7 separate regions of the Mus musculus genome follow, and regions 2, 3, 4, 5, 6 and 7 are each linked to region 1. Evidence: chromatin contacts called from public HiChIP or PLAC-seq and promoter capture Hi-C data. All regions are on one chromosome and are shown on one strand. The core of a region is the stretch at or near the end of the contact, and the rest is flanking DNA. Distances in the headings are between cores, read along the strand shown.

Region 1 (3,544 bases), core at 149-2,648:
TGTCTCTGTGTTCAGTTATTTCCTTTCAAAGCTCACCAGGCGAGGCTGGGGCTGCGGCTCAGAGGTCAAGAGCTTTTGCACTGCTCTCACCAGATACCCAGGCTCGGTTCCCAGCTCACATCCTCATGTTCAATAGTGTCTCTATGTATGTCTCTATGGGCACTGTACTCATGCACATACACAGACATACATAATTAAAAATAAATCAGAAAAAAACCACTATGTTTTTTCTTTTTAACATTTATTTGTGGGTGACACACATGCAAACATAGCATGCCATAGAAGTCATTTCTCTCGTTCGGCCACATGGACTTAGACATGTATGGTATGTAAGTTAAATATGTAGTTTAAATATTACAAAATAACCTGCTACAAAAACCACAAGATCCGAGGCTCACTGCTATAAAGCAAAGTGATTTTTAAGCCTCTTCCGCTTTTGGGCAGTTTTGACTTCTGATCCCCTGTGCTTATGACTAACTTCTGCGCATGCCTGGTAGGACAAGATGATTAAGCTCTGCTTTCTACAAATTGCTCCAAATAGTAAGTTACAATGTTTCCTCTCATAAATCACTTTCTCCTGAAAAAATATTAATTCAATCAATTTGCGAAAGTTAGAGCATGTGCATTTACTGTATTGTATTGAATTTTATTCCATGTGAAATTTATTCTAAAAGTGACCTGTTCTGCCACTTCACCACTAGGTGCCTCACCAGCATAAGATTTGGGAAATGGAAGCTAAAAACCGTTGGGAATAAAGTAGGAGCCCTGATACACGCTCCCTACTTGGGAAAACCAGAGACTCTGTCGCTGCCTTCATCCTCATCTTGCTTATACACCAAAATGCCTGCTTCAAACTTTGAAAATTATTCATGCAACCACAGGCTGATGAATCAAACAAACCTTTTGATGGCAAAAAAAAAAAAAAGTTCTGATAAATCACTCAGAACTCCTATCTACAAAGACTTACGCAAAATAAAAAAAAATAAAAATAAAAAAAAAAGACTTACGCCCTATACAAGTCAGAAAACTGCTTCGTTAAACCGATGCTCTCATTAAAGTGGAATATCTTACCACCAGTCAACCTTGAGTTCTTAAGACATGTCAAAGTAAGGTAGGCTTCCAAACAACAAAGTCTGTCATCTTTGCCTTTAAAGTTCATGCCGAGGTACCACCACTTAAGAGAAAAACCTCAACAATTAACGGAGCCCGGAGCAGCGCCGGGACGGCTTCAGGAGGGGCAGCGGCTGGGAAGGTCAAGTCGCTCGGAATCTCTCCGCCCCGCAGCAGCCGCACTCTCCGGCCTCTCTCCAGCCAGTCTTGGACCTGGGGGAATCTCCCGACTAGAGACCAGAGATGCCCCCCCACCGGAGCTGCCGAGCCGTCTGCTGCGGGCGGGACTAACGGTCGTCACCCGGACGTGCGGGCGGGCGTGCGGGCGGGAGACGCCCCTGGGAGGAGGGCGGAGCGGCTGCGGGCCGGCGCACCTGGGCCGCGCCGCCCACCTGAGCCGGGAGCCTCGGCCGAGCCCGCCCCTGCCACCTTTCCCCGCCCAGGGCACCACCCTCCCCACCTTCCGTCTGAGCGCTCGCCCCGCCTCCCCGCCCTCATCCCTTCGCAGCTCCGCCCTGCTCCATCCAGCTCTCTGTTGGTCCCTGCATCACTGCGTGCGACCAGACTGGAGGGACGCATCGGTTAGAAAACCTGCAGTGCCAGGCATCATCCCTGGAAGTGTTTCGCCCGATGTACAAAGTCAAAGAATCCTATCAACAGCTTTGGATAGTAAAGGCGTAAATACAGCATAAGGACGGAGAGGTTGACTTCCTAACTATTTGATTTTGGGTTAAGAGAGTGGCAGTGGTCCCTGGGAGTCCACTTGAACTTGTTAGGTAGCCAAGACTGTCCTGGAACTCCTGATTTTCCTGCCTTCATCTTCCAATGGCTAGGATTACAGGAGTGCCCCAATAAACCCAGCAACACCCCCCAACTTTGGTTTTGGTTTTGTGTGTGTGTGTGTGTGTGTGTGTGTGTGTGTGTGTGTGTGTGTGTGTGTGTGTTTAAGACCGTGTCACATGAAGTCCAGGCTGGACTTGAACTCCCGATCCTCCTCATTCCACCTTCCAAGTTCTGGCGTGTGCCACCACACCTGGTTAATGATTTTTTTTAAAAATAGTTTATGATTTTGCCCTCGTTTCTACAGTGAACAAATATATAAATTTTGTGAATAGACAAAAAAGAAAAAAGTTGTGAGTCACACCTCTATAGTCTCTGCAGTCAGGAGGCAGAGGATCTCCATAGAGACCAGCCATGTCTACATACCAAGTTTCAGGTCAGCCTAAGCTACATAGCCACTGACCTGAAAAAAAAAAAAAAAAAACCAACAAAACAAAAGTTATGAATAAATGAGTGACTGTGTTTATTGGTTTCAGACATTCCTTTTTAGGGATCAGAAACAGCCAAGAACCTATCACACCAAATACATTTAAAGTCTTGGCTTTCATTCAGTGTTCCAAGAATGCACAGCCTGACCCCCATCGCCTGTCTAGCTGGTCTTCTCCGAGCAGAGACTCTTTTCTTCCTGGGACCACTGCAACAAGACATTCCACCTAGGCAGTGTTCAAAGTTTTATCTTCTCCAAATTGACACAGGTCTCAATCAGAACCTCAGCTGCCACCTTTAAGCTAGTAACAACCACTACCCTCTTCTCTGAGGATTCTCCTTAGCGTTGACAAATAGGCTTAAAATACCCAAACTCAAAAGTAAGCTCAAGCTACATGCTATTCATGCAAAGATGAACAGGGCACAGTTTCTTAATGAGGCTTGTTTATAAACAGGTGAGAGTGCCCTCACTCCCTAGGGCACTGGGCAGGTGCTAACCATTAAACCAGTTAGAATTTGACAGCTCAGCTGATAAGGGCACTTGCTACTCTTTCAAAGGACCTGAGTTTTGTTCCCAGCACCCTTACCACACTGCTTACAACTGCCCAGAACTGCAACTTTGGGAATTGACACCCTTTTCTGACCTCTGCAGGCACTCGCACACACATGGCATATATTCACAAAGATACACATTTAAAAATGTTTAAAACCACTGTGTTTGTGTAATCTCTGATAGTGAGCACTCCCCATGTTCATTTTCCTGTAGATAAAGATTCCTGAGGAGGTTGACTCCCTAGTTAGAAGCTACTGCACTCTTCCTTGCTGCCCTGATAGGCTGTCACATTCACGTCTTTACCAGCATCTACACAACCACCTCATCCAGTATCATTCCTAGGTTTATTTCCCCTGCACTTTTTGCTATCCCAAGCCTTAATGAACTCTCATTGACCCTCAAACCACTTCCATTTAAGCCAGGGGAGTAGTGCCCCCCAACCAGAGACCTAACAGAGACTCCTTTGACTGGATCTAAACGCGTAATACTGTGTTGGCATTACATACCCTTCCTCTGGCTATATGAGCAGGGTATTTGATTTTATTTGGTGGGATGCCTAGGAAACACTCTGTTACGATGCTCTCCTGCTCTTGTAATGGGAAAAAGCTCAATAAA
Region 2 (3,404 bases), core at 591-3,090, 870 kb after region 1:
TGCACTCCAATTTATTTCTATCTCAGTGTTTAGAATCACCAGTATGTATATTTCTGGTCATTTGATGAAGTCAATGTTTGACTCAGCCACAGAGAACCTGAGGGATACCAGAAGGAGCATAAATGATCTGGGTCAAAGGTCGGGAAGCCCCAAGGAGAACTGAGGGAGTCCACATTTGCTGCTTATTTATTGTTACGAGATGACTGACAGATTGACTGAGGTCTGGTTTCTAGAACCAAGGGACAAGGTAGAAAGGAAGTTCCTAGAATTCTGACTCGCTAACTTGGGTAGATACGTGAAGAATCAGAGCTCAAGAGAGCTCTAAACACAGGTAGCAGGCTTGTTGTCCTAAAACTATCCAAGAGCTGAGGCAGCCTTCAGGGAAACAGCCTCCTTGACTTAACAAACGTTTAGATTTCAGCTACCCTGAAGGATGCCTCTTGGATGGCCATGGCCATGAATATCAAGTGGCAGAAAGTGGTTCGTGAGTAGGCTGGTGCTCATAGATAGGCCTTAGGAGGTTCTGCTTTCCTTCTGAAATTAAAACAAGTAAACAGACATAAAGAGTCTGTAAGGCTGGATGTGCTTTCTTCTGCTTTGTCCCTTATGAGAGAGGGCATGGTGTCTACCTGTTTTTCAATTTCCCTTCTGTCTTCCACCATGCAAGAACACTGTACGGTGAAGCTTCCTGTATGCCGGCACCTTGGGCTTCAGCTTATAGCCTCCAGAATGTCAAGAAATTAATTTCTCGTTTTTCATTGTTCTGTTTGTTTGTTTGCTGTTGTTTTGTTGAGATGGGGGTCTTAAATAGCCCAGGCTAGCCTAAAATTCACCGTGTAGTTGAAGCCGACTTTGGATTCTGGATCTTCTCCTCTCTACCTCACAAGTATTGGAATTCCAGGTGTTCCCAGCTTTTGTGGTCCTGGGGACTGAGCCCAAGACAAACATTCTACAAACCAATTACACCTGCAGTCCCTAAATGTCCCTAAATTACACCCCCCCACACACACACAGTAGCTGCTTGGCTAGACATCCCTGCCCCCAGCTACTCACCTATGACAACACTGTGGATGTGGAATCCCAGTCTGAGCCATGCCTCTACTTCCATGCCCACTCAGAGGCTGCCAGTACTAGCCTGAGAGCAGTCCTCAGGCCTGGCACAGCCTGGTGCTCATCGTCATCCTTCCCTCCCAGGCCTGTGCTTATGATTTCCCGGCATCTTTCAGACAGAAGGCAAACATTTACAGTGGGGGGAAGGCTCATATCTATCTTAGTCATATTGTTTGTCAAAAAGAACACAGAACTCAGAAACAGAGTGCCTGAACTCAGAACTCAGATCTGCAGCTTCCCGTGTGGCCTGGACTATCTCTTCCATTGTCTTCTGAGTCTGATTTCCTTGTTTGCAGAATGAGAATTGTCATTATTCCTGATCATTTTCCTTTCAGAGAGCTCAAACTGACTGAAGCCTGATAGGAGCTCAGCAGCTCCCATCTGAGTCACTCAGGATACAGGTCTGCTTGCATCTACATTCCTCAGCATTCCAAATGCAGGCACAGCCCAGGGTCCACAATGAATGGAGTCAGTGGTCGAGGTAATCCACTCTAAGCTCAGCTAGGACAGAGCATATGACAGGAGGAGAAGCAAGTCCCCTCAGTATGTTATGGTCTTGTTCTCTGGTTGTTCATTTGGAGCTCTTTATACTGGACTGAATTTTTTCTACCCAGAAGTCTGGAATGTTCCTTCCCTCCCCCAGTTGCTATTGAGACCAGAACTGCCTGCAAGAGCAGCTGAGCAATCCATCAGGCACTGCAGCTTGGCTGGAGATGTGAGCCCACTCTGAATGAGCCTTTCAGCGACACAAGGCTCCTGTGGGGGTGTTATAACTTCATGGCTACAACATTACAGGCATTGTTCTAAGCTTGCACAAAAGCCTTTGCTCAACCCAGATGCCCTGAGTTCTGCAAACTGCCCATCCCTCTGCCACATTCTTTTCAGACGAGGTTTGCTGAGTAGTTCTCACAGGATTTTCTGGGGTGGGGCTACATGTAGGCAGAGATATCTGGGGCAGGGCTACCTGTAGACAGAGGCATCTGGGGCGGGGCTACCTGTAGACAGAGGCATCTGGGGCGGGGCTACCTGTAGACAGAGGCATCTGGGGCGGGGCTATCTGTAGACAGAGGCATCTGGGGTGGGGCTACCTGTAGACAGAGGCATGTGACAAAGACCAGAAGGATTTTGTTGCTACTAATTAAAACTTGATTTTCTTTAATATAAAATTTACATCTGCTCCTAGGTGTTAAGTGTGACTCCTAATCAGGACGTTGAACATTTCTGTCACCCCACAAAGTTATCCTTTGTCTCTTTCTTTTCAATCCTGCTCCATCTTATAGACAGCAATAGGCCTGACTCCCATCATAATAGGTGAATTTAGCCTTCTTGAAAGTTTCATATAGATGACACTGTACACCATGTATTCTTTTTCTGGATGCTTTTTAAAAAAAGATTTCTCCATGTATCAGTATGTTGTATGTGCGCAAGTGTATGAGTGCTGCAAGTGTATGAGTGCTGCCTGTGAGTATGTGTGAGTGTGTATGTGAGTGTGTATGTGAGTGTGTGTACACCAGTGTCTATGGCTGTCAGAAGGGAGTCTTTGGATCCCTTGGAGCTAGAGTTATAGGTTTGTGAGATGTTCCATGGATGTGCTGGGAGCTAGCTTAGGCCCTCATAAAGGAGCAACATGCTTGACAGTTGAGCCATCTCTCCAGGCCCTGGATCTGAGTTTTTTTTTGCTCTTGTTATTGCTTGGATCCATGGTACATTTAAAAATTTTTTTATTGGGGAGTAATTTCCCATTGCACAAAGTACATTAGGTTATTTCTGTAGTTGAATAGGACATTTGGCTTCTTTTTTCTTTATTTTATTTTTTGGTCTATCATGAGTAGGGTTGCTATGGGGATTTATGTAAGAATTTATGAAGGTGTATTTTCCCTAGCCTTGCTAACTCATATGGCAGGAAACTGCTTAACTCCATAAGACACTGTCACACAGGGCAGTCTCTTTTCTCATAGTCAGTTTCACCAACAGTGTGTGAAACTCCAGTTGTTCCAGTCCTTACACACCTGCCTCCCTTCCCATCAGCTCCATGGGAATAGCACACGTGGTCTCTCCTAGAGTCTATGGAATATTAGTAGAATCACCATTTGCTACACACAGCTCTGGTTGAGACAGATGGGAGTGGTCAGAGGGCTTTGGTAGCACTGAGGAGCTCTGACTCCTCATCTCTCCATCCCTCACCACGTTCTGATGATTTTCCATGATCAAGATCATCACTGTCATTAATGTTCTGGAAGTTTCTGTTTTGGGTCTCAATCCCTGAATCTGGGACAAAGTTAAGCTCTTGTTGC
Region 3 (3,774 bases), core at 507-3,006, 900 kb before region 1:
ATAAATAGAAAGGTAACTAATACCAGTTAACAATTTGCAACACTGAAATAAACAAAGAGTAGAACATTCTATTATATTAAGTAATCAGGTAAACTGAAAAAAAAAAAAATAAAGACATGACACAGCCTATTTTAATACCCAAAAATTAAAAAGTAAGGGATCCAGGAGAATCATTGGCAAAATTTAATAATGTTCCAGATTATTTTATCATCAAACTTTTATCTTTTTTTTTTTAACATTGTGCATGCATTCGTGCGTCAAATGTCTTTGTCAGTCTCTTCTTCACTTTATTTTTTCAGACAGGATCTCTCCCTGATCTGGAACTCACAGACTTGGCTAGACTGGCCAGCATGTCCCAGAACTCTGCGCATCCCAGCCAGGCACACCCAGCGTGGATGGCACACCCAGCGTGAGTGGATGTCGGGATCTAGACCCAGTGCCTCAGGCTTCAGGGCAGGCAGTTTAACCTGCTGGGCCATCGCTAACACCCAGGAATGTCTTATATACTGAAACTTTCACATATACTGAGAGCTTGATTTCTTTAAAAATGTGTTAGTTTAAGCTTCTTCTATAGCCACATGGTGAACGTGCTTTGCAAATTGCAACAAAATCAGAAAAGTGTGCCCAGTAGAATTCTCTCTTCCTTCACATCATTTCGTCAGAAACAGAAGAAAAAAAAATGTAAATTGCCTAAATGGGAGGAGAGAAGCTGTTGTTTGTTTTCACGAAGTTAATCCAGTCTGTAAAGCAGTAAGGCAAAGCCATACTCTTAGCCAGAGTTGCATAATCTTCAAAGAAGAGTCCCTGGAGAGTCATAAGCAGAATTGTTGATTCAACACCCACACGTGCTATGCAAGACTCTTGGCCTGTGCCCAGCCTGCTTGGGACAAGGTATTCACAAGCTCCTGCACACTGCCAAGGAGAGGGGACGCCAGGTAAGGACATTTCACACAGCCATTTGGGTTCAAAACGTTTGCCCCACATTCACTCACTCACTCAGACATAAAACTAAATCCCTTTCCACACCTCCATGTGACCAAACCCAAGGGAAGATCCCTCCACAACAGGCAAAAATTCCTATCTCTGCTTGGGAACAAAGAATCCATGACTAGAGACAGTCTTCCAGGGCAGTGAAGGGCTTTAGAGTCCACAGGCTGAGGCACCGGGGTCCCTCTCTCCAGACAGGCCTCGGGCCTCTGCATTCTAACCACCAGAAGCCCAGGGTTGAGGGCAAGGCTCAGCTGAGAAAGCGTTGAGCCACAGCACACTACTCCAAACACAACTGAATTCAGTAGGCTAGAATGCCTAGAAATTCTGTTTCTTCAGTTTCTAGCCATCCAAATGTCTTTACAATGATTTGATACATTTAGGTTAAAACTGTTTTAGTGCTTGACTGCTCAGTGAAGCCAATTAAAAACAGATGCACTAAGTTATCTATGGGGGAGACTGTCCTCAGGTAAGGGCTCTTGCATGATGGCCTGGGTTGGATCACCAGGCCCCATATAGCAGGACATTTCCCCAAGTTATGCTGTGACCTCTGCATGTGCACCATGGCACACATGAGCAAACACACACATACAAACAAATAATAAACAAACAAACAAACAAAATATAAGTAAAACTTAAAGAAAGATCTGTAGGTTTGGCTATGCGTAAGCACACTCATACAGGTACACACACACACACCCTACTCACACAGCAAGGAGCTTCAAATTATCTCATCTGTTTGCTTGCACAGGCCCAAATTGCTCAACTGTGGGTTTCATGTTGCCACTATTGACGTGTTAATTATATCGGGTTGTATTTCATCCTTTCAAACTGTCCTCATGGCTCTTTAAGAAGAATGGATTTCTAACTGTGAGTTCTCCACACAGGCTGGTGGAACCAGCAGTGTATGCTTGGGGGCATTGGAGAGCTAAAGGCGCTGATAGACTGAGCAAGTGCCTTAAAGACAGATAAGACGAGGCGCAGTGGCCAGGGGTGACAGAACATTCCTGAACACTAGGAGATGAATCTGTTTTCATCCAGCACTGTCTCATTTATGTGTTATGTGACACCAAGTTCCTGACTTTGGACTGCAGCCTTGATGGATAAGTGACAGACCCTTAAACTCTCTCTCTCTCTGAGGTTTGACTTCCCCGCAGAAGTGAAGAAGTACCCACCCCCCAAGGCAAGGCCGATGCACTCAAAGTGAGTGTGCAAACTGACAAATTTACTTCCTTATTCTTGGAAGCTACTTGAATGTTAATTATTTTATTATTTGAGTAAATTTTGTGAAATGCAAAAAAAATTTATTAATACTGACTATGTGTGTGTAATTTTAAAATCTGAGTCTTATAAAAGTTGTCCTCCAATGGGTGTATCCATCACTCTTGTATCACCAGACACCCACTGAGAGAGCACCCATCTGTGAACATCAATCCAGCTCTTCTATACACCCTACTACCCACTCTTCCTTCCTACCTATGGCTATCCCACACTTAAAGGGTCTTTTGTCCATTCTCTTACCTTCGGCAGCATTTTCAGAGTCTGAGGCTGGAGAGCAAATGACTTCTGTTCCCATTTCAGAGACCCTCGGCTGTATATTGAGTTCCTGTTCAGAGCAGCGGCTCCACAGGGCTTCCTCACTGTTTAAAGGCATTCCCCCAACTGTTGTGGCATTAATAAGCCCGAGAAAGCTCAAGTATGGAAGTTTCTTCAAAATACAGCACGTGGGGCAGCTAAACTAGCTAAGAATGTTTCACTAAGCGTGACTACCTGTGGTTCATGCTCAGGACCCACAATGTAGAAGAAGAAAACTGACTCCCTCCTGCAAGCTACCTCAGACCTCCACCTGACACAAAAGTACACACACACACACACACACACACACACACACACACACACACACACACAGGAGATGAATAAGTAAATAAAGTGATTAAAATTTTAATGAATAATTAAATGAAGTATAAAAACTTCAGCTGCCAACTTTGTTGTAAACCTGCTGGGAAAGATGCAAACATATAAAAAAAGAAGGCAAGAGGCAAGCTATGTGGAGTCAGTCTCTACCAGAGATGAGCCCGCTTGCTTTCCCTATGCCCTCTGAATACCACTCTTAATTATTATACATCCAATAAACACTAAGGTCAACACTTCACACTCTGGGGATCTCAAATTAAACAGTCAGACTAAGGTCTCTGTTGCACTTTCTAAGTAATGGCATGGTAAAGATTCGTACTAGGTGAGAAATAAACATGACCATGTAATTTAAAAAACATAGGCACATGTGCACACATGCGCACACTCACACTCACAGGATAAATAGTAATGAAACTGGAACAGGGAGGCAGATGCATGTATGCTCTGTGTACTTTGAATATGTTCAGAATTTTCCACATAAATAAAAACTAGGAATGTTTTTATTAAAAACAAAAGAAGGTAGGCTTGGAGAGGGATGAGGAACCAGGAGGCTTGAGGCCCTCAGAGAAGGACACTGTGGGGACAAAGAAGTCTGAGGGAAAGAGCCCTGTCTCTCCTGTTCATTGCTTATAACATATGATCCTGTGTGTAACTTTTTACTTCTTTTACTTCCCCGCCCCCTTCCTGACTTTTCAGTTGAATTTGAATTTTCTCCATTGAATGTTCTAACTATAACAGCAAGCTAACACTTCTATGTATTTGCCCAGATCACTATCTTAATACTTACCATTCCGAGAGGAAGAGAATTAGAAGGTAAACAGGGTTTAAATGTGTCCCAGGCCAGCTCCACTCATACCCAGAAGTGACTTCAGA
Region 4 (3,490 bases), core at 768-3,267, 820 kb after region 1:
CTGGAACTCACTCTGTAGACCAGGATGGCCTCGAACTTATTTCTTATATATAAAAAAATGAGACCAACCAAACAACAGCCAGTTATTATCCCAGGAGATACTCTTTCTCCTTTTCAAGTATAGAGTATTGCATGTAAACACCCAGAATTTCCATTAGAAAGGAAATAATCAGGTTTCTGAAAGGATATATATATATATATATATATATATATGTTATTTTATCTTTCTATTATTGTTTTGTATATATTGGTGTTTTGTCTGCATGCATGTCTATATGTCATGTGCATGCCTGGTGCCTGTGGAAGCCAGAAGAGAGTGTCCCTTGGAACTGGAGTTAATGAAGATTGTGAACCACCTTGTGTGTCCTGGGAGTTCAGCTGGGTCTTCAGGAAGAGCAGAGTTCGTAACTGCTAGGCTACCTCTCTAGCTCCCTGTTCTTTAAGCTTTATGCATTATTTTTTCAGTGCTGGGGAACAAACCCAGGCTTAGCACATGCTGAGCAAAGCACTTCACCGTGGAGCTCCAGCCTGCAAATGTCTGGTTCTCAGGTAGTGCACCAGTATAGCTTTCCTCTCTTGTGTCAGACTCAAAGTGACCCTCCAAAGCTCCAGGTAGAAAAATTTAAGTCAGCAGAATGATGGACGTCGCTTATGCCCTCCTGACCACACACCAAAGCAGGAAAGGGCAAACCTGACTGAGGGTTAGAACTGTGGAAGCCAGAGCAATGGCAGCGACCTTGGACCATAGCAAGAGGATAGCATGTAGCACACTGTTACTGTTGAAATGTTATATCCATCTTTAACCTTAGGCAATACTTGAAAATATTCTCTGACACACTTATCCATCCACTAATTATTATCATCAGTCAAATGGGGGTGTCATGGCTTATTTCATAGTAGGGTGGGTGTGAGGCTGAGAAGAGAAGCTAAGTGTGACAAGCCGTTGCTGGTGCTTGTGTTCTGCTCCCGTGGGTCTGTGGGGCAGCTCCTGGCCGTCTTCAGACCCTGGGTCTAATACACAGACAGAGCTTCAGCAAAAAAGCTGAGAGTGGGGTTTGGTGTGAAACGGCAGTGAGGGAGGAAATCTGCTTGGCTGATCCCCACTGCGACAAAAGCGCACCCTATTTCTTGGCACAGACCTCCCACTTGAACTAATTAAAGTTCCACACAGGTGGAAAAGAATCCTGCCTTGAGATCCGCCATGTGGACATAGAGATGGAACCGTTGGCTCCCCCACCCCACACCCCTTTCTTCTTTCTGTTAACAGAAAGCAGCGTTCTGTTTCCAAAAGCAAAGCGAGGGAAGGGAATGTATGTGGGTTTGCTTGAATGCTAGGAGAAGAGGGAGGAGTGGCTGACTCTAGAAGGGTAAGACAAACGCCCAGGAGACAACGGAAAAACGTTCTGGTGACAAGTGACGCGTGCAACGACAAGAAAGCAGACGGTGCTCATACAGAAGAGGCACACAGAAAAAAAAAAAAAAACAGATTTCTTTTCTAAATAGCTTTGCATCGACACCCACTCCCTCCCTTACCTTTGCGACCAGCTCTTCACCTACGACCCCATAGGCAGGTCGTGCAATATGCTAATGAGGCCACAGGGAGTAGGCGGGGCAGAAGCCGGTGCTCCTGGCCACCTAGCGGGAGAGCAGCCCACCACCAGCTTGAGGGATGCAGAGAGCCAGACTTTGTGTGGGTGGAGCCACCTGAGGCCTGAAACTACACTTTTGGTAAGAGAAAGACGATTCCCTGCTTGGATCACCCACTGCCTTGCCTCCTCTGGAATTCCCTGCAGGAATATTCTGGAGAGACTGTTAATTGTGCCCTGGAGTCTGTTCTTTCCCCCTCTCCATAGCGTTTTTTTACAGGATACCTCATAGTGACATTTTCTAGATTTCCTTTTCGTTGGGGTGGGGGAGGGGCAGCGGGCATGAGTGCTTCCTCTTAGGCGGACCCTCCTCCCTTATTCCTCTTTCCTGGCTTGGATCAAGATGCAGCTGCTATGGGTATCTGGACTCTGCCCATGAGGGCTACTCCTCAGAGATGCAGCAGTAAGGCATGAACTGGATTCCTAGTCATCACCAGGGCCCTGGAGTAGGGCCTGGCGTGCAGCCTATTACTCTATCAACCTAAGAAGAGTCGGTTGTCATATTGTTGCCAAGATGTTGGTTTTGCTTCATGCGGCTGAGCCTATAGTCCAAAATATAGACCTTAAGGGGCTAAACGGACCGCTCAGAGGTTAAGAACACTGTCTGCTCTTCAGAGAACTTCAGTTTGATCTCCAGTACCTGAACAACTGCTCACAACTGTAACTCCAGTCCAGGGAATCTAATTCCTTTTTCTGGCCTCCTCGGACACCAGACACACACGTGGTACATGTAGGCAAAACACCCATACACAGAACAAAAATCAGATAGAACTTTTGAAAATCGTCTTATGGTAAATAATTTCTATCTGGAGAGCAAATTTATCTTTGTCTACAACTAACTGACCTGGGAACAATGAAAAGGAATGAAGTTCTATGCTAGATTATCTCAAAAAATAATAATTTCAGAAAAAAACAATGCGATTAGATATGTATCTAGTGAGTAGAGATAAAAATGCCCCCACAGTCAGTCTCCAGCTTCATCTATAGAATCTGCTGTCTCTCTGGCCAATCTGAAGTTGGTGAACTTGACCAGCACGGTTTCAGAACACAGAAGCTGTGTGTGCACAGTGAGCAGGGACCACAGCTGTCCATGGTCTGCTTCAGATCTTGTGACCAGTTAAAGCTGGAAAATCACAGCCAAGGGAGTCCAGGAAACCAGCAAGCCGATGCAGAGTGCCGTGTATTATTTCCTAGCTGTGGGGAGGGGGAAAGGTTTGGAAAGGAATCGTGAGGAGTAGCTGTAGTGGCTGATCCACACCCCAGCATACATTCCTCCCTGGCTAGAGGACAGCACCACTCTGAAAAGATCCACTGTTAAAATTCACTCTCATAAATACAGAGGTCACAGCAACAGCTTGAATGCGTCTCAGAACCAGGCAGGGGGAGCCCCAAGGAGGGCTAACCTCTCTCACTCCAGTGCCAGTGGGATTTGGGGAAGGCTGGCCAAGCAGTTGTGAATTTGCCTAAACAGGATCAATTGAGTTTAGCTCACTCCATCAGATCAGGCAACACTGTTTGGAGGCTCTGGGACAGATGTTAGGACTAGGTAGGAACGGCCTGTTTTTCCTTCTTAAAGTTTCATTCATAAACATTGTTCTTTGTTGCTGTCTTAGCATGCATCCAGGCTGACCTTTAGTCACGTGTTCTTAGGTGGCCTCAAACTTCCGACCCTCCTGTTTCTATCTTCTGGATGCTAGAATGGACAGGAATATACCACCATGTCCAATTACAAACTGCATGCTTAAACTATGCATTTTGTAATTTTTTTTTCAGGAAAGAACTCCTCCAATCTAGTGTGTTACGTTCATTACTCAGTTCCTTTCAGACTCTTCGCTCTCATTTTCC
Region 5 (3,572 bases), core at 130-2,629, 560 kb after region 1:
CAGGCTTTGAGCAAAATGGTGTATGCCACCCTCAAAATATGAGGAATAGCTGAAGAAACCTGTATTCTGCATCTTCATCTGCCAACCTCTGGAGACCACTGACCTATAAACTCCATAAACTCCGGCTTTCCCAGACTGTCCCATGCTGGACTCATGAGCACCTTGACACAAGTCTTTGGGCTTCACTCTGTGGGGAGCCGCACTCACATTTGCCATTATAAGATGGCGCTGACAGCTGTGTTCTAAGTAGTAAATAATCTGCACATGTGCAGGGGCAGTTTTCCCGCCATGTGCTCTGCCTTTTTTGTGATGACAACTGGGCCAATGGGCTGCAGCCAATCAGGGAGCGACACGTCCTAGGCGGAGGATAATTCTCCTTAAAAGGGACGGGGTTCTGGCACTCTTTCTCTTCGCCTCTTCGTCTCTTCGTTTCTTCTTCTCTTCATCTCTTCGCCTCTTCGTCTTTTCCTCTGCTCTCTTCCTCTGCTCTCTGCCTCTCTCCCTCTCTGCCCCTCTCTCTGCCTCTCTCTCTGCGTCTCTCTGTGTCTCTCTCTCTCTCTCTTCCTCTCTGCCTCTCTCTGCCGCGCTCTTCCTCTCTTGCTCCTGAGTAAGCAATAAAGCTTTGCCGCAGAAGATTCTGGTTTGTTGCGTCTTTCCTGGCCGGTTGCGAACGCGTGTAAGATCACTCCTCTAGCAACATTCAGCTAATGGAACATCCCCATGTTTTGTGTAGCTCCTCTGAGCTCAGCACAAAATGGAGAATTCCCTTTTTCTAGCAGGGCTTCCACTTCTCTGACTACCCCCCCATCCTCTACCTGAGGAAGGTAATGGGGTCCTTGGCAAACCTACAAATTCCTCTCCCTACACCCCATAAGAACCTGCCCAGCAAATACCTGGGATTCCTGGAGAGCTTTTCCACACAAAAGAGGCGTTCCCAGTTCACTGAGCTCCAGCCAGTCATCAACATTCACCCTGAAAACTCCTCTCCACTCTCCAAAGTTCATATACAGCCCTTGTCCACCCAAATAAAGTAAGTGAGCACCAGCTATTTCACTGAAGACCATCTAAGAGCCACTTCATTGGGAGTCATCTAAAAGAGCTGTAAGACTAAAATCGCCAGAGAAGGCCTTCCTTGGTGAAGCCCTCCACCCCATGCCCACATGTGAGTTCAGCTGGACTGAGAGCCAGTCCCAACCTGTTCCAGACTCCACTTCATCCTTCAAGCCTGGTGCCTGGACACCCTGAGGGAGGAAACAGAGGACAGAGAAGCACTTCTGGCACCCAACGCGGCCCACAGCTGGAGGAAGCTAACATACACCTGGGAGGATGCTGGTACTTGATGGGCTGGGCTATGTCACAAGAGGGTGTGGTACAGACCTTTGATGGGCTGGGCTATGTCACAAGGGAGTGTGGTACAAATGCTTGCCATATAATGCTTTGCTATTGCTCTCCTGGTTGGGTCACCAATCTTTAGACACTTAAATTGTCTAAATGTAAAGAGAATTAATGTCACTACAGGCTGCTAAAGAGCAGAAGTTACTGTTGGCATGACCTGGCAATAGCCAGGTATGCCTGGCTCACTCTAAAAGGGTCTGCATGTCTCTTCCTCGCTGTCTGATCCTCTTTCTTACTACCTGCCCCTTCTCCCGCTCCCCCCTTCCTCTCCCCATGTGTTCCTGGCCTGCTTCTCCCTCTCCTCTCCCCACCTCCCGCCTTTCTCTGCCTCCCACCTTCCCCATGCCCTAAATAAACTCCATACCATGCCTCAGGGGGAGGGGATGCCTCAGCGGGGGCCTGTGGAGGCAGCCCTTCCACCTCACCCACCATACAGCGCCTCTACCAACACGGGTGCTGTGCCTGGGATTTAGAAACTCACAGGTTGCATGAGCTCATATTTCCGTGCTGCCACATGGACTTTGCAGCCATGGGATGGATCTCTTGCTAGACCTCTCCACCCAAGCACTGGAGAATTGGTAAAGCTCCCTACTCTCACTGGTCAGCATAAACGCCCTCTGGTCCCAAGGGAGGGCTGTTGAGCTTGCAGCCACCCCGTGGTGTCCTGGTCTTCTTACTGATGCTTCGTTCTCGGACCTCTACCCCTGGGTGAGTGCTCTCTCTGTCTCTGTCTCTCTTTCTCTGACGGTTTTTCTCTTGGCTTCTCTTGCACACTGCTGAAAAAATCCTACGCTTAGGCAAACCATCCTCCCTCAGGCTCTGAGCCCCACACACAGCTCGTGCACTGGTCCCGCAGCTCAGCTGCTAGTTCACTGCGTGGCTGGTGATCTGTTTTGGCTGCCTCTGTTTCTAGCTATCACATTTGTACTAGAGACACCGGGGAACGGGGAAGTCACTTGCTCCTATTCTCACCCAGAAGGGAATATCTTTGCTAGCACGTCTCCTGGTTAAAATTTGGCCCCTATACCCATCAAAGAATAACTCTAAATGGCCGTTTACTGGAACTTTAATAGCAAACTTTTACAACTCTCTAGCTAGCGATCTGTAGACCATTCCCTACCCCACGTTTTCTTGCTGCTTGCTCTCCACTCCCGGTTCCCTGCTCCCCTGATTCTGCCGCCACCACGTACTTTCCATCCGCCCCTCACTCTCTGTTCAGGGCGGTGCTGCCTGACAATCCTGAGCTCTCCACATTCCCCCTTGCTGTCTCCCTCCCTGTTTGACCTGACTCCACAGCAGCCAGTTGACTAGAGCTCTGGCAGCAAGGACACAGCTGCAGCTACGGCCCCCCAGCCCCGCCTACTCAACCCTGCCACCCAGTGCTCTGTGGCACGGCGTGATCTCTCGCGCGCGCCCCACCGCCCTGAGTGCCTGGAGCACACTTGCTCTCCAACCTGAGCAGAGTTGCTAGAAGACAGAACGCTGCTTCAGGCGCTGCTCTCTACTCTTGACCCCCATGCTGATATTCTGCTCTGCCAAGCCACAGGCACACTCCCGTAGCCATCGCTTGCCGCCAAGCCACGCCCCTCACGCTGCACTGCTTAGATTCATCAGTATGTTTGTCTTTGTAATGCTTCTGTTGTTCCATTCTAAGTCACACAGGCACATTCCTACAGCTCCATTCTAGGGGATAACAGTGACTTTTAGCGCCATCTTAACTAGGGGAAGTTCTGTGACTGTCTTTGTTGTAGGCAGATAAGGTTTTGCTATGCTATTGCTTCAGTGCCATCTTAGATGAGGGCAGTCATGTGGCTGGTTGTAGCTTCAGTGCCATATTTGTTACAGGCAGTCCCCAGTTCGCTGCCTTTAGGAGTGCAGCTTGCCAAAGTCACTTAGCAATTAAGATACAGTTTTCCCGTCTATCCTGCTTTGGTAAATAATGATTTCTAAACATTTAAAAGTTAAAGACCACTGCCTTAAATATATGTTTCTAGCCTTGTTTTTGCTACTGCCATTAAGTTCCAATGTGCTTTCTTTATTTGCTAGATGTGTTCTAGAACAAATAATTAAACAAACAGCGGTTGTCTAACTCAGATATGCATAATAGATACTGGCTCTCAATCTTGTCAGAAATCTGATAAATGTAATGTTAAATGTTTTAACTTATTATGATAGAT
Region 6 (3,776 bases), core at 1,032-3,531, 600 kb after region 1:
AGGATAGATAACAAATGGTTTATGGCCTAGTTTCTGAGTGGACACAAAATGGAATAAAAAGGACTCTTCAGTTTGTCTTACCAGAGAAAGGAGAAAATATGTGTAGCTGACATTGCAGTTGGAAATCTTTGGTCCCACTTCTCCCTTTGCTGAGATTCTGCAGAACCACCCAAGATCCTACCTTGCAGAATTACTCTATCTGCCAGAGGCCACAAGACCTCTGCTTCTCTGGATAACTCCCTGGGCTGGTCCAGGGGAACCTGAGGTGGGGTGGGATTAGTGAAGGGGTGAGGGGGGTGGGGAGGGTGGGGTTTGGGGGCACAGCATCCTGCAAAGATCAGGTGGGACTCTGGGCAGCTGTGAAGCCTAGAGCTGGAAACATGAGAAGGGAGGCCTCGTCTGTTGGGAAGGTTGTAAGGGAAACCTCATCAGCCCCGTGGGGCCCCTCAGGCATGAACTCCACCTACAAGGGGACAGCAGGAAGTTTGCAGCTTAGAGCTAGGTTTTAAGGCTAAACATTTAGCAGAAAACCAGAGCGGCTCTCTGATCAGCAGCTCTCAAGCTGTGGGTCATGAAATGACTCTTTCACAAGGGTTTCCCAAGACCATCAGAAAACCCAGATTACTTACATTCTGATTCATTGCAGTAGGAAAATTAGGTATGCAATAGCAACAAAATACTTTTATGACAGGATCACCACAGCATGAGGAAGTGTATTAAAGGGTCACAGCATTAGTAAGGTTGAGAATCACTGGTCTAGATAAAGGGAACAGAGGCAGAGTATGCTGGTGTTCGGTGAGATTCATCCTGTCCACCAGAAGCAGTTACAGAGATGGTGAAGTCCAAGGTGGAAGGAGTTGGAAGGCATGAATTAGTTGAGAGACTTGTGTTACATTCAAGGTGCTTTGGAAGTGGGGCAGGTGGGGGGCATGGTAAGGTCTGTGACTCAGACCAAGCATCCTCCCCGATCCCTCCCACACATAAATGATGACATAACCAGGAAGAGAAGGAGCCAGCAAAGGACACAGACCTAGGAACAGTAAGACAGGGTAGAAAGCAGGGGCCCAGGCAGTATACAACACCTGGCCACTAGGTGAACCCCTCAGCCTCCTTTTGTCTCCCCTGTCATGTGGACCTTTTGTCCTGTCTTCTGCTACTGGAACAGAAAACCTCGGGCTGGATAAGCCACACACACGGTAGACATTTATTTAGCTCATGTGTCCAGGGGATGTAAAGTCCAAGATCGAGGGACCACATGTAGTGAGGACCTTCTTGTTTCCTTATAAGTCTGCAAGCACATGACAGACAGACAGACAGACAGACAGACAGACAGACAGACAGACAGAGATGGGGGTAATAGGAGTGGGAAAGGGAGTGGGGAAGACCAAACTGATAACAAACCACTCTCTAGAGAGCCACCCATACCCTGAATAATTTGATTAAACTGTTCCTGACCTCAGAGCAAATGTTCATTGCAATGAGTCATGGCTCTGTTTCAAGGCTACACCATCTTCTGCTATACCATCAATACCGGATCCTCACTGGGACACCTCTCAGATATTCTGTTGTCCTGTGCCATGGAGTTCCTTCAGCTTTGGATCTGCAGGGCTGGCCCCTTCACAAATTCCAGCAGATCATAGATGGGACAGATGTTGGGGTGTGCCAGCTCAAAGTGCTAGACCTTGGTCTGGGGGGTAGCTGAGTTGGTCAGTCTGCCAGCTCTCCAATGTTGTGGATAGCCCTGGGGCTAATTACATTTTATGTTAATTCCATTCTCCAGTGAAGGGTTTCATGTGAATGAGGAATGAGTCAGCACTCAGGTGATTTCCTGTAAACCTGCTTCCCACCTTAATTTGTAAAATAAAGGAAAGCTGATGATTGGGCAGATAAAAGGGAAGGTGGAGCAGAAGGTGAGGGAGAGAAGAAGGAGAAAATGCAGAGGAGGAGGAGGAGGAAGAAAAGCAGAGCAGAAGCACATGGCCTGGAGAAACCGCAAGTTCTAAGGGGTCTCATGAGCTGTGGAAGATGGTAGTGTAGCGGTAGATATGCCCAATCTAGACGCACTGCATGTAATCATATTAACTGTGTTGTGTTTTCATTACCAGGGCATATTTGGGAGATTTACTGCAACACTCCTGCACCCGAGCCACCAGTGTGAGCTCTACAGCACTGCCCTAGCTCATCCAATGCTACAACTGGCCAGGGTCAAGGTCTACCTGCCTGTTCTCATGTTCTCATGTGGTGGGAGGCAGCGTATCCCTACCTTTGCCACCAGGGGGAGTTCTGCTGTGCTGCTCAGCTAAGGTTCAAGGCCCATTCTCCCTAGTGCTGCAGCCAGTAAGGGGCTGGGCCAGCTCTCCCACGCTCATGCTGTCAGAGCATCTCACCTGCACCCCCACCATCAGGGTCAGCTCTACTGTGCTGCTCTATAGGGGGTGGTGCTGATGCTGAGGTCCTGTTCTTCAATAGGTTCTCGATTCATCAATAAAGATGCTAGCTGTCAATGACCTGGGCAGAACAGGTGGGACTTCCAAGGTCCCCACAGGCAAGCTAGCAGACCTAGGAGAGAGGGAGTTAAAGGAGATAAAGCCAACCAGCCATGTGAGTCAATGGTCACTGTATCTGATTATGCCAGAGTGGCAGGGGATGTTTAGCAGTACCCAGTCATTGAGTTAGCAAAGGCATTTTGAGATTAACTGGTGTGTGTGTGTGCATAGGGGCTGGTAGCGCAGCCTGCAGCCTGTTCCTGAAGCTTACGGCAGGGTAACAAAAACTACACACTCTACTGCCCAGGTGAGGGATGGAGCCAGTTCTCCCAAGAGCCTCACAAACATTCCTGGGCACACAACTCTGAGACACAGTGAGTGGTGTGTTCTCAGCCAATACATCTTAGGGTTGATTCGCTATATTATATTAGTCAGATTCTACATTTCCCCTCAAGATAGAGGCCATGACCCTTTGCATTTTACAGCTAAGGATAGGTGCAGTAAATTCCCTTGGCCGCACTGTCTGTTGTTCAAGTGATGGGGGCCAGGCTCCAGCTCCAACATGTCTCCTGGGTGAGAGGTTCTGTTTTCCTGCCCCACCAAGGCATCTGATTTCTAAATGGGAAGTGAAAGTTAAAAGGCAGCTGGGTCAGGGAGACCCTCGGTGGCCAGGCAGGGCCAGTACAAGATGGGTCTCCACCTCTGTGTCAGTCTCCCTGGGCATGCCTATTAGCCTCAGTGCCTGACATGGTTGGTCAAACCCAACATCATCTTTGTGTCAAAGTACTTCCATCACCAAGGTCAAGGCCCTTGCTCCTTACATGGTTTAGTTTTGGTGCTGGCCAGTCATCTCCTGGAGTCATCAGAGCCTGGAGAACATAGGTCGCAGTGCCTGTCTGCAAGCTTCACTTCTGTTTATTGAACTGCTTAGTCTTCACCACAGCTCATTCCTAATTTACCAATAAGAAATCTGAGGTTCGGGGAAGAAAAATGGTATCAAGGATTAGTTTTGTTTTGAATTCACAGAGCCATCTGACTCCATACTTAAGGGCAGCAGGCACCAAGCAGGTCTTTCCCTTCCCCTGACACGGAATCTTCCTAGCTTAGAGTCTTTCCGGAACTGGTCCCAGAGTGATCAAGGATGGTGCGAGTGTCAGCTCGATCCCAATTTACCCATTCTAACAGCTAAGCAGACTCCTTCCTAATATTAAAATGATAAAAACAGGGCTATAAAATCAGCTGGTTTTGTCATTTTGGTGTCTCCGAGTGGGACGAGCCGGGGGTGTGAGC
Region 7 (3,435 bases), core at 314-2,813, 790 kb before region 1:
AACTTTCTCCACTTGCTAACATAGGTCTACAAAAATCCTACAGCTAATAGTATATTTAATGGTGAGAAAGTTTCTGCTAAGCAGCCTGTTCTGAGCTAGATTGAGACCTACTTCTGTAGATTTACTGTCTACCCAATTTGCCTCATGGTCTTTCAGAAGAGACTTCAAAAATATATTGTGTTTATGTATATTGCCTTAGAAAAGATGTGAGAGGTTTGGAGAGATGGCTCAGTGGTTAAGAGCATTGACTGCTCTTCTGAAGGTCCTGAGTTCAAATCCCAGCAACCACATGGTGGCTCACAACCATCCATAATGAGACCTGCTGCCCTCTTCAGGGGTGTCTGAAGATAGCTACAGTGTACTTACATATAATAAATAAATAAATCTTAAAAAAGATGTGAGAACAGAGGATCTTTGGAGAAGCCTACTCATTTGACAAACAATAATAATACAAATGAATTAAACTTACTTTGATTATAGAACAACACTCATGGGTTGAAAATGATTAACTTTTAGTAAACAAACAAATTGTATCCAGATAATGTTTTTAGGCTAGGGATTTGGCACCTTTTTTCTGGATATAAAAGAAAAACTTCATGTTTAGCACTCTATATATTATTTTAAGCATCTGAGTAACATCCTGATAGTGTTTTATTAGATTGTCACACATGTATAGATTTATGGGAATTTTAATATTAAAACTTCTCAGCCATGGATTCAACCTAGTTGCTGTTCAAGTATTTTGGGTAACAAGAAAAATGTTTATTTTGCTAATTAGGCTTTCATAACATTCACATTACATGGTCATTTATTAAGGCTTTTGAGGAAGCAGCTGCTGTGAATTAGCAATTGCTTGCTGTTTTTTCTGCCTGCGAAATCTAATTCATTATTTTCACTATTAAAATGAACTTTGGCAGTCTCACGAATACCATTTTCTATAGCAATCTCCAATTCTCTCAAGAAATAGTATTTTTTTTTAATTTCAAAAGTTTTATGAGTGGGCATTGAATAACCTATAAAGGAAAACTATTTTCAAGACACTATGTTTTCTTCAAAAGTTACCTAAAATTAAGAGAGGCTGGTTTAAAAAAAAAAAAAAGGCAGCATATCCCATGCTATTTCTATCCACTCAGTCTATTATCTTCTAAGGTAGATGTTTGAGTTATTGCTGTTAGCCCACAAGTTACCACTACTAACATCTATACATCTATTTCATCGTAACATAATCCACACTGTCCTTACCACTTATTTCACTTTTGGCTCAGGACTCTTATTTTCACATTCTCTCAGCTTTTTGGGGACCTCCATATTAGACGGTAGGCCAGTCCTCTCCATTCCATGCACCCTATGCACACTAACTAGGGGCTATTTCACCTCTGCTTTGAGAACGAGATTATGTACAGTATGGTTTAAGCTCACTCTTTTAAGCTGTTCACCCCTGATCTCAACTGTGTACCCACGTCCACTTTCCCGGCCTTGCAAAAAAACTTCAGCAGTAAATTTAAATCTTCCGCCTTTCTTAGCTCCTCCCACCTGTCTTTGACCTCCACCCTACCGAATCCCAGTTCCTCTTTCCAGTTCTTCCAGTAGCCACGGAAAACAACCGTTTCTCAATTTTCTGGGCTTGAAGAACGAAGGCTACTTCTCCCGCCTCCACGGCACCCTGCGTTCCTGCCGCCTCCGACTACTAAGCCTCTTGGGCAGTATTGGGTCACGTCCCGGCCATCGCCGTGTCCCTGCAGCGCCACTTCCGGATCGCCGGTGCTTCCACTTTACCGGTCCGCATCCCGCACCGAGCTCTTCGTAGAGTTAATTCCTAACCCAGAGCGGTGGCAGCGGGGATCCCGGCCTAGCCAAGCCGGAGTCGTCCCAGGCAGGCAGACGCGCGGGGTCCTTGTCCCCACCGCGGAAACCTGACGGACGGCGAAGCCCGCACACCCGGAAGTGGCGCGGAACGCGTGAGGCGTTTCCGCGGCGGACGCCAGGTACCCGGAGGAAGAGCGCACGCCGCCGCTCTGTGGCGTGTTTACCTTGGAGCGGGTGCGGCGGCGGCGGCAGCAGCGGGCCTGACGCCAGCTCGGTCCTATGGCCGGAGATCCGCCTGCGTTCCGGGAGTCGACCGCCTCTGGCTGGGCTGCGCTAGGGTAGGAGTGAAGCAGGACGTGCTGTCCTCCCACGCCCGGGGGCCGGCCGCCTCCAGCCTCTCTGCCTACTCCTCGTCAGGTGAGGCGCTCAGTTAGCGGGGAGCTCGCGCCCGGACCCGGAGGGCGGGCGGGCGATCCGGGAGAGCGGCCTTGCCAAGCTTCCTGAGAAGTGCATTTCCAGTTGCTGCCTGTCGATTCAGTTACTTACAAAATTTCCGTCTTTACCCTTTTCAGGATCTGACTTCGACGCTTAAATTTGAAGATGCTGGAGTCGTACGTAACTCCAATTTTAATGAGTTATGTGAATCGCTATATCAAGAACTTAAAACCTTCAGATCTCCAGCTTTCACTATGGGGTGGGGACGTGGTTCTCAGCAAACTCGAGTTAAAGTTGGACGTTCTGGAACAGGTAAGCAGTACAGCTGCCATCGGAACATCTTCGTCTTGATAGACATAGCCTGTCTAGTATGTTTTGAATGATAATAAATTTCCTGTTAGCGTGTTTTGCCTACTGTGTAGTTAGAGACTTCATTTTATAGAAAACAAACAAACAAACAAACAAACAAATACAAGGCTTTTTGCCTCGTAAGGGCTTATTCTGTTAGGATTCCCCAACATTTTTTCAGCCGATAGAAATTTCAGCTTGTTTACTCAGTTCTCAAGCACTGCCAAATATGCACACTCTTACAATGTCATATGAAACGGGGAAACATTACATGCTTGTTCTTCTTTTGGGTCAGTGGGCGAGTGTGAAAAACAGCAAGAGCACGCACATGTAAAGTTCTGTTCCTTTTACCAGGAGAAATGACATCACTCATGGATCCTCAGATTGACTAGACACAGGTTGAGAATGATGGTAAAACTGGAAACATCTTTACTAATCACTTTTTAAGGTTTTTTCTTTTTTTTTTTTTTTTTTTTTTTTGGTTTGGCATTGGAATGATCTGATGCAAATAACTCTGACTTCAAAGTTCACATACTCAATAATTCACTTACCACATTTATCAATGACATATGCCAAGTACTTCTCATATGCTTGAGCTATGTGTATACACATTATCTGCGGGAGCGCAAGAGCCAGAGAGCAGCTGCTTTGTAGGAGAGGCTTGAGCTGATGGGGGGGATGGTTATCAATACTTTTCATGGCGTACTCTTGTTATTGGATAATCCAGACAAAGCACTAAGAAAACCAGCTTTCCCCATTTTCTGCAAACGTTATTGGATGTCTTTGATATTTTCATTTTAGTTTTTAAAAATGAGAACAAATCCTAAGTATGATTGTTGAACTTTA

The links. Promoter capture Hi-C pulls out the DNA fragments that hold promoters and counts their contacts. HiChIP or PLAC-seq counts read pairs in DNA pulled down with a chosen protein or histone mark. Capture Hi-C pulls out chosen DNA fragments and counts their contacts.
Region 2: a promoter capture Hi-C map of hippocampal neurons shows a contact between it and region 1, with 2.2 times the contacts expected there. The contact joins the enhancer-like site here to the promoter of Fbxo43 in region 1. A contact is called at or near these places in 7 of 39 promoter capture datasets (the 3T3-L1 cell line, 3T3-L1-derived adipocytes, the HPC-7 cell line and 3 more) and 1 of 484 Hi-C or Micro-C datasets (the N1E-115 cell line).
Region 3: an H3K27ac HiChIP or PLAC-seq map of acute myeloid leukemia shows a contact between it and region 1, with 10 times the contacts expected there. The contact joins the enhancer-like site here to the promoter of Fbxo43 in region 1. A contact is called at or near these places in 3 of 39 promoter capture datasets (cranial neural crest, maxillary cranial neural crest and second pharyngeal arch cranial neural crest), 7 of 484 Hi-C or Micro-C datasets (CD8 T cells, DN2 thymocytes, Th2 cells and 4 more) and 3 of 115 datasets of contacts at active chromatin or transcription factors (the 230-238 cell line, acute myeloid leukemia and embryonic basal ganglia).
Region 4: a contact with region 1 is called in a promoter capture Hi-C map of hippocampal neurons, with 3 times the contacts expected there. The contact joins the enhancer-like site here to the promoter of Fbxo43 in region 1. A contact is called at or near these places in 8 of 39 promoter capture datasets (the C10 cell line, embryonic stem cells, fetal liver and 4 more) and 2 of 115 datasets of contacts at active chromatin or transcription factors (bone marrow-derived macrophages and microglia).
Region 5: a contact with region 1 is called in a promoter capture Hi-C map of hematopoietic stem and progenitor cells, with 5 times the contacts expected there. The contact joins the promoter of A830021M18Rik here to the promoter of Fbxo43 in region 1. A contact is called at or near these places in 10 of 39 promoter capture datasets (the C10 cell line, cranial neural crest, embryonic stem cells and 5 more), 31 of 484 Hi-C or Micro-C datasets (B cells, the C3H10T1/2 cell line, CD4 T cells and 22 more), 13 of 115 datasets of contacts at active chromatin or transcription factors (the 230-238 cell line, DN3 thymocytes, cardiomyocytes and 9 more) and 3 of 9 other capture datasets (embryonic stem cells, liver and macrophages).
Region 6: a contact with region 1 is called in a promoter capture Hi-C map of embryonic stem cells, with 2.4 times the contacts expected there. The contact joins the enhancer-like site here to the promoter of Fbxo43 in region 1. A contact is called at or near these places in 8 of 39 promoter capture datasets (3T3-L1-derived adipocytes, embryonic stem cells, frontonasal cranial neural crest and 5 more), 3 of 115 datasets of contacts at active chromatin or transcription factors (T-cell acute lymphoblastic leukemia, large pre-B cells and pro-B cells) and 2 of 9 other capture datasets (adipose tissue and macrophages).
Region 7: a contact with region 1 is called in a promoter capture Hi-C map of liver, with 4 times the contacts expected there. The contact joins the promoter of Vps13b here to the promoter of Fbxo43 in region 1. A contact is called at or near these places in 13 of 39 promoter capture datasets (3T3-L1-derived adipocytes, HPC-7-derived erythroid cells, cranial neural crest and 7 more), 20 of 115 datasets of contacts at active chromatin or transcription factors (DN3 thymocytes, the NIH/3T3 cell line, acute myeloid leukemia and 13 more) and 2 of 9 other capture datasets (adipose tissue and liver).

What each region holds. Positions count from the first base shown.
Region 1 is chr15:36,163,463-36,167,006 of GRCm38.p6, forward strand. Fbxo43 (F-box protein 43) reads right to left here and starts at 1,399. Exons shown (of 5, transcript NM_001081253.2): 1 at 1,008-1,399.
Region 2 is chr15:37,029,946-37,033,349 of GRCm38.p6, forward strand. No RefSeq gene overlaps it. Among named protein-coding and RNA genes, the nearest start is that of Gm34724, 15 kb to the right of the region's middle. Within about 2 kb of position 1,841, at least 99 of the 459 cell types and tissues checked have an H3K27ac peak or open chromatin away from gene starts, as enhancers often do. A contact at or near this core is called in hippocampal neurons, where this site is marked.
Region 3 is chr15:35,268,090-35,271,863 of GRCm38.p6, forward strand. Gm33497 (a long non-coding RNA gene) reads left to right here. Exons shown (of 3, transcript XR_875131.2): 3 at 300-2,214. The region is part of intron 1 of Gm52178 (a long non-coding RNA gene); the gene reads right to left. Among named protein-coding and RNA genes, the nearest start is that of Gm52178, 26 kb to the right of the region's middle. Within about 2 kb of position 1,757, at least 17 of the 459 cell types and tissues checked have an H3K27ac peak or open chromatin away from gene starts, as enhancers often do. A contact at or near this core is called in acute myeloid leukemia, where this site is marked.
Region 4 is chr15:36,978,379-36,981,868 of GRCm38.p6, forward strand. No RefSeq gene overlaps it. Among named protein-coding and RNA genes, the nearest start is that of Zfp706, 27 kb to the right of the region's middle. Within about 2 kb of position 2,018, at least 188 of the 459 cell types and tissues checked have an H3K27ac peak or open chromatin away from gene starts, as enhancers often do. A contact at or near this core is called in embryonic stem cells and hippocampal neurons, where this site is marked.
Region 5 is chr15:36,724,866-36,728,437 of GRCm38.p6, forward strand. It overlaps A830021M18Rik (a long non-coding RNA gene), which reads left to right and starts at 1,380. Exons shown (of 3, transcript XR_875150.3): 1 at 1,380-2,103. It overlaps Gm41297 (a long non-coding RNA gene), which reads right to left and starts at 3,446. Exons shown (of 3, transcript XR_875152.2): 1 at 2,850-3,446.
Region 6 is chr15:36,758,515-36,762,290 of GRCm38.p6, forward strand. No RefSeq gene overlaps it. Among named protein-coding and RNA genes, the nearest start is that of Gm41297, 32 kb to the left of the region's middle. Within about 2 kb of position 2,282, at least 43 of the 459 cell types and tissues checked have an H3K27ac peak or open chromatin away from gene starts, as enhancers often do. A contact at or near this core is called in embryonic stem cells, where this site is marked.
Region 7 is chr15:35,369,555-35,372,989 of GRCm38.p6, forward strand. Vps13b (vacuolar protein sorting 13B) reads left to right here and starts at 1,564. Exons shown (of 62, transcript NM_177151.4): 1 at 1,564-2,223; 2 at 2,379-2,553. The coding sequence starts at 2,407. LOC115488525 (a long non-coding RNA gene) reads right to left here. Exons shown (of 2, transcript XR_003951638.1): 1 at 3,141-3,435; 2 at 674-2,606.